Linked DNA regions of Mus musculus: region 2 is linked to region 1. A link is a contact called in public HiChIP or PLAC-seq data. All regions are on one chromosome and are shown on one strand. The core of a region is the stretch at or near the end of the contact, and the rest is flanking DNA. Distances in the headings are between cores, read along the strand shown. Region 1 holds the start of Mysm1 (myb-like, SWIRM and MPN domains 1). Region 2 has its middle 27 kb from the start of Jun.

The links. HiChIP or PLAC-seq counts read pairs in DNA pulled down with a chosen protein or histone mark.
Region 2: a CTCF HiChIP or PLAC-seq map of the NIH/3T3 cell line shows a contact between it and region 1, with 10 read pairs. The contact joins the enhancer-like site here to the promoter of Mysm1 in region 1. A contact is called at or near these places in 1 of 15 datasets of contacts at CTCF or cohesin (the NIH/3T3 cell line), 3 of 115 datasets of contacts at active chromatin or transcription factors (double positive thymocytes and embryonic stem cells) and 1 of 9 other capture datasets (adipose tissue).

What each region holds. Positions count from the first base shown.
Region 1 is chr4:94,976,566-94,981,423 of GRCm38.p6, forward strand. Mysm1 (myb-like, SWIRM and MPN domains 1) reads right to left here and starts at 2,535. Exons shown (of 20, transcript NM_177239.3): 1 at 2,439-2,535. The coding sequence starts at 2,500. It overlaps Gm12694 (a long non-coding RNA gene), which reads left to right and starts at 2,556. Exons shown (of 3, transcript XR_867913.3): 1 at 2,556-3,211; 2 at 4,093-4,256.
Region 2 is chr4:95,023,159-95,028,175 of GRCm38.p6, forward strand. No RefSeq gene overlaps it. Among named protein-coding and RNA genes, the nearest start is that of Jun, 27 kb to the right of the region's middle. Within about 2 kb of position 2,948, at least 38 of the 459 cell types and tissues checked have an H3K27ac peak or open chromatin away from gene starts, as enhancers often do. A contact at or near this core is called in the NIH/3T3 cell line, where this site is marked.

The DNA.
Region 1 (4,858 bases), core at 1,285-3,784:
CTAGTTAGAGTTCTGATCGGAAGCTCACAGACACAGGTCAGTGAGGGTTTAGGGAAATAAAAACAAGTGTTAGGTTGAATTTGAGAGTTAGGTTTGTACATTAGAATGGCAGGGTAGCAAAACATCAACTTGACAGAAATTAAGTCAGGAGAGATGCCAGGCTTGGAGATATCACTAGGAATGGCCACTGAGCACAACTCTTATGGCAAAACACATTTCCTCAAGGAGGGTTCAAAAACATTCAGAAAAGGAAGATGAGAAGAAATAATAGTTGAAAGAAAACCAAATTGCAATGCTTGGTTTTCGTATCTAGCTTTCAGTAAATGCTTAAAACTGGTATGTTTCAAACTAATCTTCAAGAGTTCCTTAAATGCTACTGTCCCCTGTAACACAAAATACCTCAAGGGGCACTCGGCACACTAAACTCAACATGATTCAAACTCCAGCATTACAGGGCACCATTCCACATAATGTCAGTGATGCTCCAGAAGCAGTGGCTGACATGAGGACCCTCCTAATCCTGCTTGCATGCTGCATAGAAAGAAAGAAAGAAAGAAAGAAAGAAAGAAAGAAAGAAAGAAAGAAAGAAAGAAAGAAAGGAAGAAAGGAGAGAGAGGGATGGAGGGAAGGAGGAGAGGAAGAGGAAGGGGAGTGGAGGAGAAGGGAAGGGAAAAGAAAAAGGGGAAGAGGGGAAAAGGGGAAAGGGAAGGGAAGGGAAGGAAAGAAAAGACAGGACATGACTGCTCCTAAGTATGGCGGAGAAGAAAGTTCATTGTAGATAAAAGGGAGAGCATATGCAATGGTGGGGAACATCCAGAGAGAATATGACCCTGAACTGGGCCATGTAAAGAGAATGCAGAGAGAAGCTGCAACAGAGAGAGGCTGCCTGGGCCAAGAGACAGGCCAATAGAGTAAAGGACAGACCAAAAGGGCCAGATAGCCAAAATGGCTGAATTATATAGAGAAGGGCAGCTGGGGGAAGGGCAGACTAACTTCAGGGCTAAAGAAAATAGGGTAGGAGGCAGGGTATGCCAGCCATACCCTGCAACAGGCAAGACTGAAGGATGCTTTAAGAACCTGGAGGCCAGTTCCACTGTAATACAGCACCTCAGGTAATCATTTGTCTCTCCTTTGAGACCTAACATACGAGGTTAACATTACAACATGCCACCAGTAGTCTCAAGTGTCAAGAAAATGGTACAAGAAAAAGGGATGAAAAACTAAACACAACCAGGAAAGTTAAAACGAACCCTTGAGAGAGGCACAGAGCCAATGCTTTCAGGTGACGGTCACTGAACACCAGGTGAATTCCTTTATGAACTCCAAACTGCCCTCGCCCACTGAGGTCACCGATTCTCAAACATCACAAGCACTTGCTCAAGTCTGATATATCACACTGGTGTAGAGTTATTGCTATCTCAGGCTATCCACGTAACTTTTGAACTTTTGAGAAAATATTTATGTGAAGTTAACTACCCCTCATTTTCATCACATTTTAAGAACTCACTGGCTATTTTAAAATGCTTCTTATTCTGGTGCCTTATAGAGGAGGACTGGCAGTCTACAGTGGAGCAGCCCTCCTGTCAAATGAACTATATGGGCTGAAAATGGAGCAGTACTAGTAATAGTATGTACTTCAGCAGAATTCTAACGAAGTCGCTGACAAGTTACAAGTAATGTACCTGGCTTCTACAGGAGGTCCTATCTGGCCCCCATTACTTAAAAGGAGGGATACCGCGTCCTCCTAAAGGCACGTGTCAAATCAGGTTCAGTTTAAAATCACACTGCCCGTCCTTGCAGGCACTGGCATGACACCCCTAACTGGGTCTTCACTACATTATCCTAACACAGCAAAGAAAACATCTGCCGAGCATTCTCCATATGCTAAAACATCTCTCAGAATTATTTCATTCGATGCTTACAACAGTAAGATCGACAAGTGATTCTTGGTTTCCAAGCAAGCGGAGCCTTGCTTGGAAATGCCTCAAATGCCTTGATCACGGTCAGAGTGACAGTAAACAGGAAGAGCAAAAGCAAAAGGCAAACATGACTTGTCCAACTCTAAAATCTGGATCCTTTAGGGTAAGCTGCCTTTCCCCCAAGTTTTCAACAACTTGCTCTGAGAAGGAGGAATCAAACGACTGGACCAGGTCGCTAGCGGGCGCAGGACTAAATTAGACGCCAGTGTTCAAGATGCTGTGAGGCGCCTGAGACAGCGCGAATGCAGGTAGGAATCCGAATTAAACACTGTCCATCGCAGCCCAGAAAGTGGAGATAAACAGTGCAACCTGGGGCACCGGGTCCACTCCCGGACCCGGCCGACTTCCGGCTGGGAGCACCCCGGGTCCCGACGCCGTCCACACGGACCCTCGGCCAACCGCATCCTCCGACCCTTGCCTAGCACAGCCCGGCCCGCAGGACCCCGCTCCGCGCCTCACCCCGGCTGTGCAGCCGCCGCAACATCTCCTTCCACATCCACATCCGCCTCCTCCGCCTCCATGACTGCACCTGACGCAGGCGTACTCGCGAGATCCCGCGAGATGCGGCGGGGCGGGACCGGGGGCGGGCCCAGGGCCGGAGGCGGGGCCTTGGCGTGGCGCACTTCCGGGGAACTCCGGCGAGTAAGACCAGGAGACTGCGTGAAAGCTGCTTCCCCAAGGACCGCATGGGTTATCTCACTTCTCTCACGTCTTACGTGGGCTAACTCACAGCAGATCTTTTTCCATTCAGGCGAGAGACCCTGCTTTGTGGCATCCATTGTCTCTGGTTCATTTTCGCACACACACACACGCGCGCGCGCGCCTACCCGCCCCGCCCGCCACCGTGAATTATTAGAATGACCCAGTGGAATGGATGCAGGTTTCACGGATTTTATTTTATGGATAAGTAAATAGACTCAGAAAACTGACGTGATTGTTCAAACAGAGAGCTTGGTAGATTGATCTTTTAAACTCTGCCCTGAGTGTTTGCCATATACATACAAATCATTGCTGGGAATCTGTGAAGCAAAGAACTTAACGGTTTTCCAAGAAATCAGAGTCTTGCTTCTGCATTTTTCTGCCCTCAAATCTGTCTCTCATACAGTTAGAATCCATGACTCATTGTCTTCTCGATCAGACTGTGACTTCTTTAAGGATAAAACCTGTCTGGTAGTCCTTACACTGCCTGCGTTCAGCACAGTGTCTCACGTAGTAGAAGCTGTGTTGGACAGGTAAGTGTATTGGGAACCAGCAAAATAAACCTGATTTGTTGTTGTTTTGTTTTGATTTTTTGAAATAGGGTTTCTCTGTATAGCCCTGGCTGTTCTGGAACTCACTCTGTTGACCAGGCTGGCCTTGAACTCAGAAATCCACCTGCCTCTGCCTCCCAAGTGCTGGGATTAAAGGCATGCGCCACCACGCCCCGCAAAATAAACTTGTTCTTTTTTTTTTTTTTAAGTACTACCATGTCGTTTTCAGGCTTCATTTAATCATAGGGGTAAACTAAATTCAAGGTCCCAGGCCCTGGGGGAGCTTCTGTTGTAAGGAGACAGCTATTTGAGCCCAGCCATCTCAGAGACAACTTAGAAGGAGACAATTGTCTGCGTCCAGTCATCTCAGGGAAAGTTGTAAGGAGACAGCAGTTTGAGTCCAGCCATCTCAAGGACACTCTCCAGCTTGCTGTAGGGTCAAACTAAGTTCTTGTTCCCAGGCCCAGGAACCAGCTCCTATTCTGATTGGTGGAAATTCGCATGCTCAACCCTTTATGGTCAAAATATGATTGGCCGAAGCTACAGCCTACCCTGCTTGCCCTCCCTTACTTTATGGTTTCATCCTTTAAATATGCTATGTAATTCCCCTAAAAAGTCACTCTCCGGACTCTGTTCTATGTTCTCCGGCCTTGGTCGATCAGTAGCAGCTTGAATACAATACATCATTCACTTGATGTATGAGTTATGTTGGATCTATGCGGACCCCATAATAAGTGAACGAAACAATAAAACGAGCTTACTTCACACCTCAGCCTGAGAGTGTGATGGCAGGAGAGGCAGAAGAATTTTGTAAAATGAGGGCCCCGTGCTTTAGGAACTGAATAGTGTGTTTTACTTTTCAGGGCAACCTGGAACCATGGTGTTTATTTGTTTGCGCATTGTCAGAGGACTCATCTAGTAATCAATGCTAACAGCTTGCCTGACAGAGCATAGGCACTTAAAGGTGCCTGTTGGATTTAATCGGGAAATGCAAAATAGAAACACCAGTCTCTAACTCAAGAGCCAGGTAAAACTACCAGAGGGAATAATGCAGTACCCATTACTCAGGCAGGGCCAGGGATGGTGCCTGTTTGCCTCAGACATTGTGTGAGGACTGAAGAAACTTTGAGCGAATGTGTTAGGCCTGATTGGAATCCCAGGTGAGTGTGTATTGTTGAGATGTGTTCAGCCCTGTTAAACACCCAAAGACCCAGTCTTGTGGGGCAGCCATCTCTGTTGGGGTCAGGCTCGGAATGGCAAAGCCTTCCTGTGGTCCAAGTATGAGAGTTTATGAACAATTGACTACAGTGTGCAAGCCTTCCTGTGGTCCAAGTATGAGAGTTTATGAACAATTGACTACAGTGTGCAAACCTAACAAGTGCAGTGTCTTCCTCCAGGCTGTTTACAGCCCGAGGCTGTGCCTTTGCCAGGACCGCCTATCTAAGAGACTATCTAAGCCCTGTCCCTGTGCTGTACATAACTGTGCTGGGGCTCTGTGCTCTGGGTATAGTTGGTCCCATTCCATCGGAGTGTGCTCAGCCCACCTGACCCAGCTTTTCTGTGTACACATCTGTTTTTTTTGTTATTATTTTTCTCTTCTTTTTAAATTTCTGTCTCTTTAATCCCTCA
Region 2 (5,017 bases), core at 1,698-4,197, 47 kb after region 1:
TGCCTAGAGGACCATGGGGAAGATGAGGACTGTGCAAACCTTTTGGACAGAAGCTGATTAATCAATTGTAGTGATTGGTCTCCTTAAAAAAACAAACAAACTGATTTTCTTTATCCACTGCACAATGAAATGAACCATAGAAGACTCTAGAAAATGGTTACAAGTCTCAGGTTGGCATGTGTGGAGATGACCATCTAACCTTGCTCCCTGCAGACTTGGACTCCTGTTAAGACTCCCAACTTTTCTGGAGGATGTGCATTCTCCCGTTACCTTGCATAAGCAAGCTGGGTAGACAGACGTAGGAGGGATTGCGTGTTTTCAGCAACAAGTGAGCAGAGCTGAGCGGGTGGATCTGAGCAAGAGGCCCTGCGTGTGACAGCAACGAGGGAGTGATAGTGACGTGATAATAGTAGAGCACATAGAAGAACGCACAGCTGGCCAGTCACCCAACCAGAACAGCTTTTGAGCACCGGTTGCTAAGAGCCAGATGAGCTGGGATTTTTACTCATCTTGCTAATGAAAGGGAAGAAAAAACTTGAGATTTTTGGAACTGATTGAATCAACTCCTCTGTTTGCTGTTAGTCACTTTGAAGCCATTTCATGTGTTAAACAAGTATGTTGAGTTCTTCCTGGTGTGTGTGCTTGGCTCGAGGCCCTGGGCAGATGGCAGTGAATCAAGCCCGTGCCTTCATGGAGTTTAGATTGGACTCAACTGTGTCATTTAGGAACTGAAGTGACCCACTGAGGACGTGAGAGAGAAGTTAATTGTCAGCTGAAAGTGACTCAAAGTGACTTATTGGCAAAGCTGATCAGAATCTGAGTCTTCTAAATTCCAGGTCAGGAGCTGTTCACAGACTTCTGTCTTGGTTCTTTATGTACCATCACAACAGGGTACCATTGACTAGGCAATTTATAACAGGCAAAAATCCATTAGTTCACCATCCTAAAGACTAAGAAGTCCAAGGCAGAGGAGGTAGTATCTGGCATGGGCTTCTCTTTTGCATTGTCTCGTGGTAGAAAGCCAAAGAGAGGTTGACAGAGAACAAAATGGGGCCAAACTTGTCCTTGTAGAATGAATTCAGATTAAATAATGAACCCACTACCAAGATAATGACATTAATCCATCCTTAAAGACAATGCCCCTATAGCCCAAACCATTCCTATTAGGCACCATCTCCCAACACTGTCCCATTAGAGACCAAGTGTTTAACACAAGGATTTTGGAAGAAACCATCAAACTGTAGCAACTACATTTTATTAAAGAGCCATGCACAGCATATTTTAAGCATGGCTGAGACATCATATGTCAACTAGATAAATACAATCCCCACTCTGGGGAATTCTGGATACAAGTCCCACAATGAATGAGATTTGTAGTGTCCCGGTGTTCTTGTACTCTGAGTGAGACTTGAAAGGGTGGGCAGGTGTGGTGGGATAAAGCTAGAAAGACAAGCAGGGTAACTCATACCTGGTGGGAGTCAGCAAGAAGCAGAGGAGTGGAGGTATGACTCACAAAACTTTTTATCCCCCTCCTCACCGCTCCAGGCCCTCAGTTTCCACTCATAGAATAAGTGCTTGGAATTAGGATGATCTCAGAATTCTCAAACTCTCGATTCTGTGACAAATTACTAGACAATGTTCTACAGCTAAAAAGGCCCAAAGACCGTGTAGGGACAACTCCAGAAAGTTCCTGTGGCTTCCCAATAAAACATTGAGGCTGAAACACCATTTCTTCCGTTCTCCCCTGGTCCTGAAACAAGTGCTGCCCTGCTGTGGTTATCTGTACCTCTGTAATTTTCACGGTGCCAAGGAAGGCAAGGACTGTGTGGCATCTTGCCAGGTGACAATTTTTGGGGTCTTTATATCACCTCCCCCATCAAAATACAACTGTTCTGATGTATGGAACTGACATAATCATCCCTCTGCCTCAACACCTCTCATTGGAGCATCAGCCAGTACAGATGTTTTAGGGTGATGAAATTAGTGAATCACAACTGAATACTGTATTTTTTAACAGCCAGTGACAGAGAGGTTACAGAAGAGCCTCCATTAACAAGCTCATCAATGGTGCTTTAACTGAGCATTTATAGGCAAGGAGTTGATGTTGCTTGCTGATGGTTGCCTGGTCAGAAAATAACAAATCTTAAGATGACTTCCTTCTCTCCTTTCATTTTTTTTCATTCAGTGTTCCCTAAGGGTATGGAACACAGGTGACTTTTGACAAAATTTAGTGGGATAAAATGGAATTTTAGGAATCTAAGGAGTCTCTGGGCTTCAGAGTCTAATATATGAGTTCAAATCCTCCTGGGCTTCCAACCATTGAGGTCATCTGTAGACACTTACTTTTTGTGAAACTGCTGTGTGGGTTGGAAGAAATTCTACCCCCAATAGCTCCCTGACAGGCTGTCCCTATAGGGCACGGTAATTTTAAGGCCTAGACTGTGGGGTCCTTCTCTTTTGTTAACTTTTTTTGAAGTGGAGTCTTACTCAGTTTAGGTAGTAAGAAGCCGTCTTCAGATACAATGTGCACGCCTCATCACTTTCTGTGTATTCTTCCCAGAATGTTGAAGCTGATCACCCTCGCTCCTGACACCAATCGATTTATGTTGGCTTATGTCTTTTGCCCTTTCTAATGCTACAACCTAAGTTAAGGCCTAGTGTGTCTCAAACACATCATTGCTACCTGCCACCATTGACCTTTCTCAGCACAGGCACCGACTTCAGTCAGTAGAGTATGCTGCAAAGATGGATGCTTTCCTGGAGGAGGAACTTGCCTGCACAGGTTCGGGGTAAGCCACAGCCACAGATGTACTGGCTGGAAGGCTAGAGAGCCCTTAGCAACTCCAGTTGTTCAGCATCCCGGAGAAGAGCCTGTGCGATGGGGCGTGTGGCAGCGCCTCTGCTTTCTGAGAAGGAAATTGCAGTGCCACAGACCTCACCCCATACACAGTGGCTGCAGCCAGACCTGAATACCCTTCTTATTATTCAGCGGCTGTAGAACACTCCACACAGGAAGATGACTCGCTCCTTCAATGAGATGCAGAAAGGCCTTCTGCGGAAACAATTTGAAGTGCTTAAATATCCTGTTTCTTAAACCTCCTCTTTCAAATCCCTTGGCTTGAGAGAGATCTTTATTAAAAACTGAGCTGGTTGTAACATTCGTTGAACGCCTTAGTGGGGTTTCATTTGTACTTATTATGAGGTATAGCGCTCCAGCGACCGCTCAGCTCCCTTTATGCCTTTGCCACGGAAAGGACAGATTTGTCATAGCAGTGGGAGAAAACACAATGAGCACGCTGCTTTTACAATGCACAAATATAATAAGAAGTGACAGCATACATTTGTCAAGGATCAGGTGTGGAGACAAGGCATTGCTCATACTGATTATTCCAGAGTGATTATTCCAGGGTGAAGGTGGGGGAATACAGAATGGTGAGCAACCTCTTAGCCTCGTGCAAACCCCTCTAGGAGCAGGGCAGCATAGAAACACTGCAACCAAAGGGATGGATTGACCACATTCTCATACTAAAATACAAATAGAGAGAACTCTCTTCAGTCTCTAGAATAAAGTGGATGGCGTCTATTACCTTTGGAAGGGCTCTGTTCATGTACAGCAGGTGTTCCACCAGCAACAAAAGACTTTGAATCCTCATCTCCAAAGAAAAGAAACAGAAAGAGTTAGGTATGGACCCAGATCATCAACCAAAGGGTCTTGGAGAATATTTGGCCCTAGGCTCAGGGGAGGGATACTTAGGTATAACTAGTAGTAGGATATTGGTGGAAGGCACCATGGTATCATGGGAAGTCCATGGCTTAAAACCTGACCAAATATACTTTATAATTCCAGTTGTGGTACTGACTAGCTGAGTGACCTTGTCCAGACCACTTTACTCTTTTGATATTATCTGCAAAATAATTCCTGGAGAGGTGGCACATGAATAATATCATTATTAAGACAGTCTTAGATTAGAGACTAAGATTAGTGATATTTATGAACCCCAAGTTTCTGAATTTCTGTATGTACTGTGATGAGAATATCGTATCGATAGGATTTTCTGAAGCACAACAGATTATTAGGCCCAGAAAACAGAAAACACTACATAAATGTTTTATTTATGTAAGATATTGAGTCTGGTTTGTTGGCAGAAAACCCATAAGAGAATTGGACCCTCTGTGGATTATAGTTCATGGAAGCAGTTACGGGATTTATCCTAAGAGTCTTTGGTCAGTTGTCTAGTCTTCTTGATGTGAAGCCCTATGGCCAGGTCTAAGAAGATCTTTGAAATCTTCTGGGTGGTCTGAGGATATGGATGAGTTAATTCTGTGATGAAATTTTAGGATCAGGTTTCCTTCTAAGTCTAGAGAGGCAGGAATAAGCTTGACTGCCTTAAAGTCAAGCGATCTTAGCAGCAGCATCACCACGTTCTTCCTCAACAAAGAAATCAAGTCCAAAGAGTTTTCCCACCTGGAAGTCAGTGTTGGCTTAATATTGCAAACTTGGCCAGAGCTGTCCATCTATTCATTGCACATGTTAGAACAGAAAAATGGTGGTCACTTCTAAAGCAGTGGTCAGCAAGAACCTGTCCTATGCTTGATTCTGCAAAGGAGGCTAATGGTGCGCTAGTCCTACAACTCAGCAATAACCCTTAGCCTGTAGCAGATGCTATCTGATGTCCTTTCTGCCAGGGATGCTGATTTACAGGAACAATCTTTCTTTTCTGTAGAAAAGGTTTGTTAAAATGTTGCTTCATTTATAGACAAGAGAAGAAGCAAGGCTGTGTGATGCTGTCAGCCAGAGAAAAGTGCTGAGAGTTAGGTCCCTTAAAAGTACCATCTTCATTCTGGATAAAATTCAATTTCCCTTCCCACTGTGGTTTACTATAAGTCAGCTTAAGCCCAATAACACACAACAGATTATGAATTATGCACAGTACGATTCTGGTGTGAATTTTCTATCTTGATCTCTTTTATCAATGGATGAAACTCTTACAGGCTACTTGTGACTAATAGAACTGGT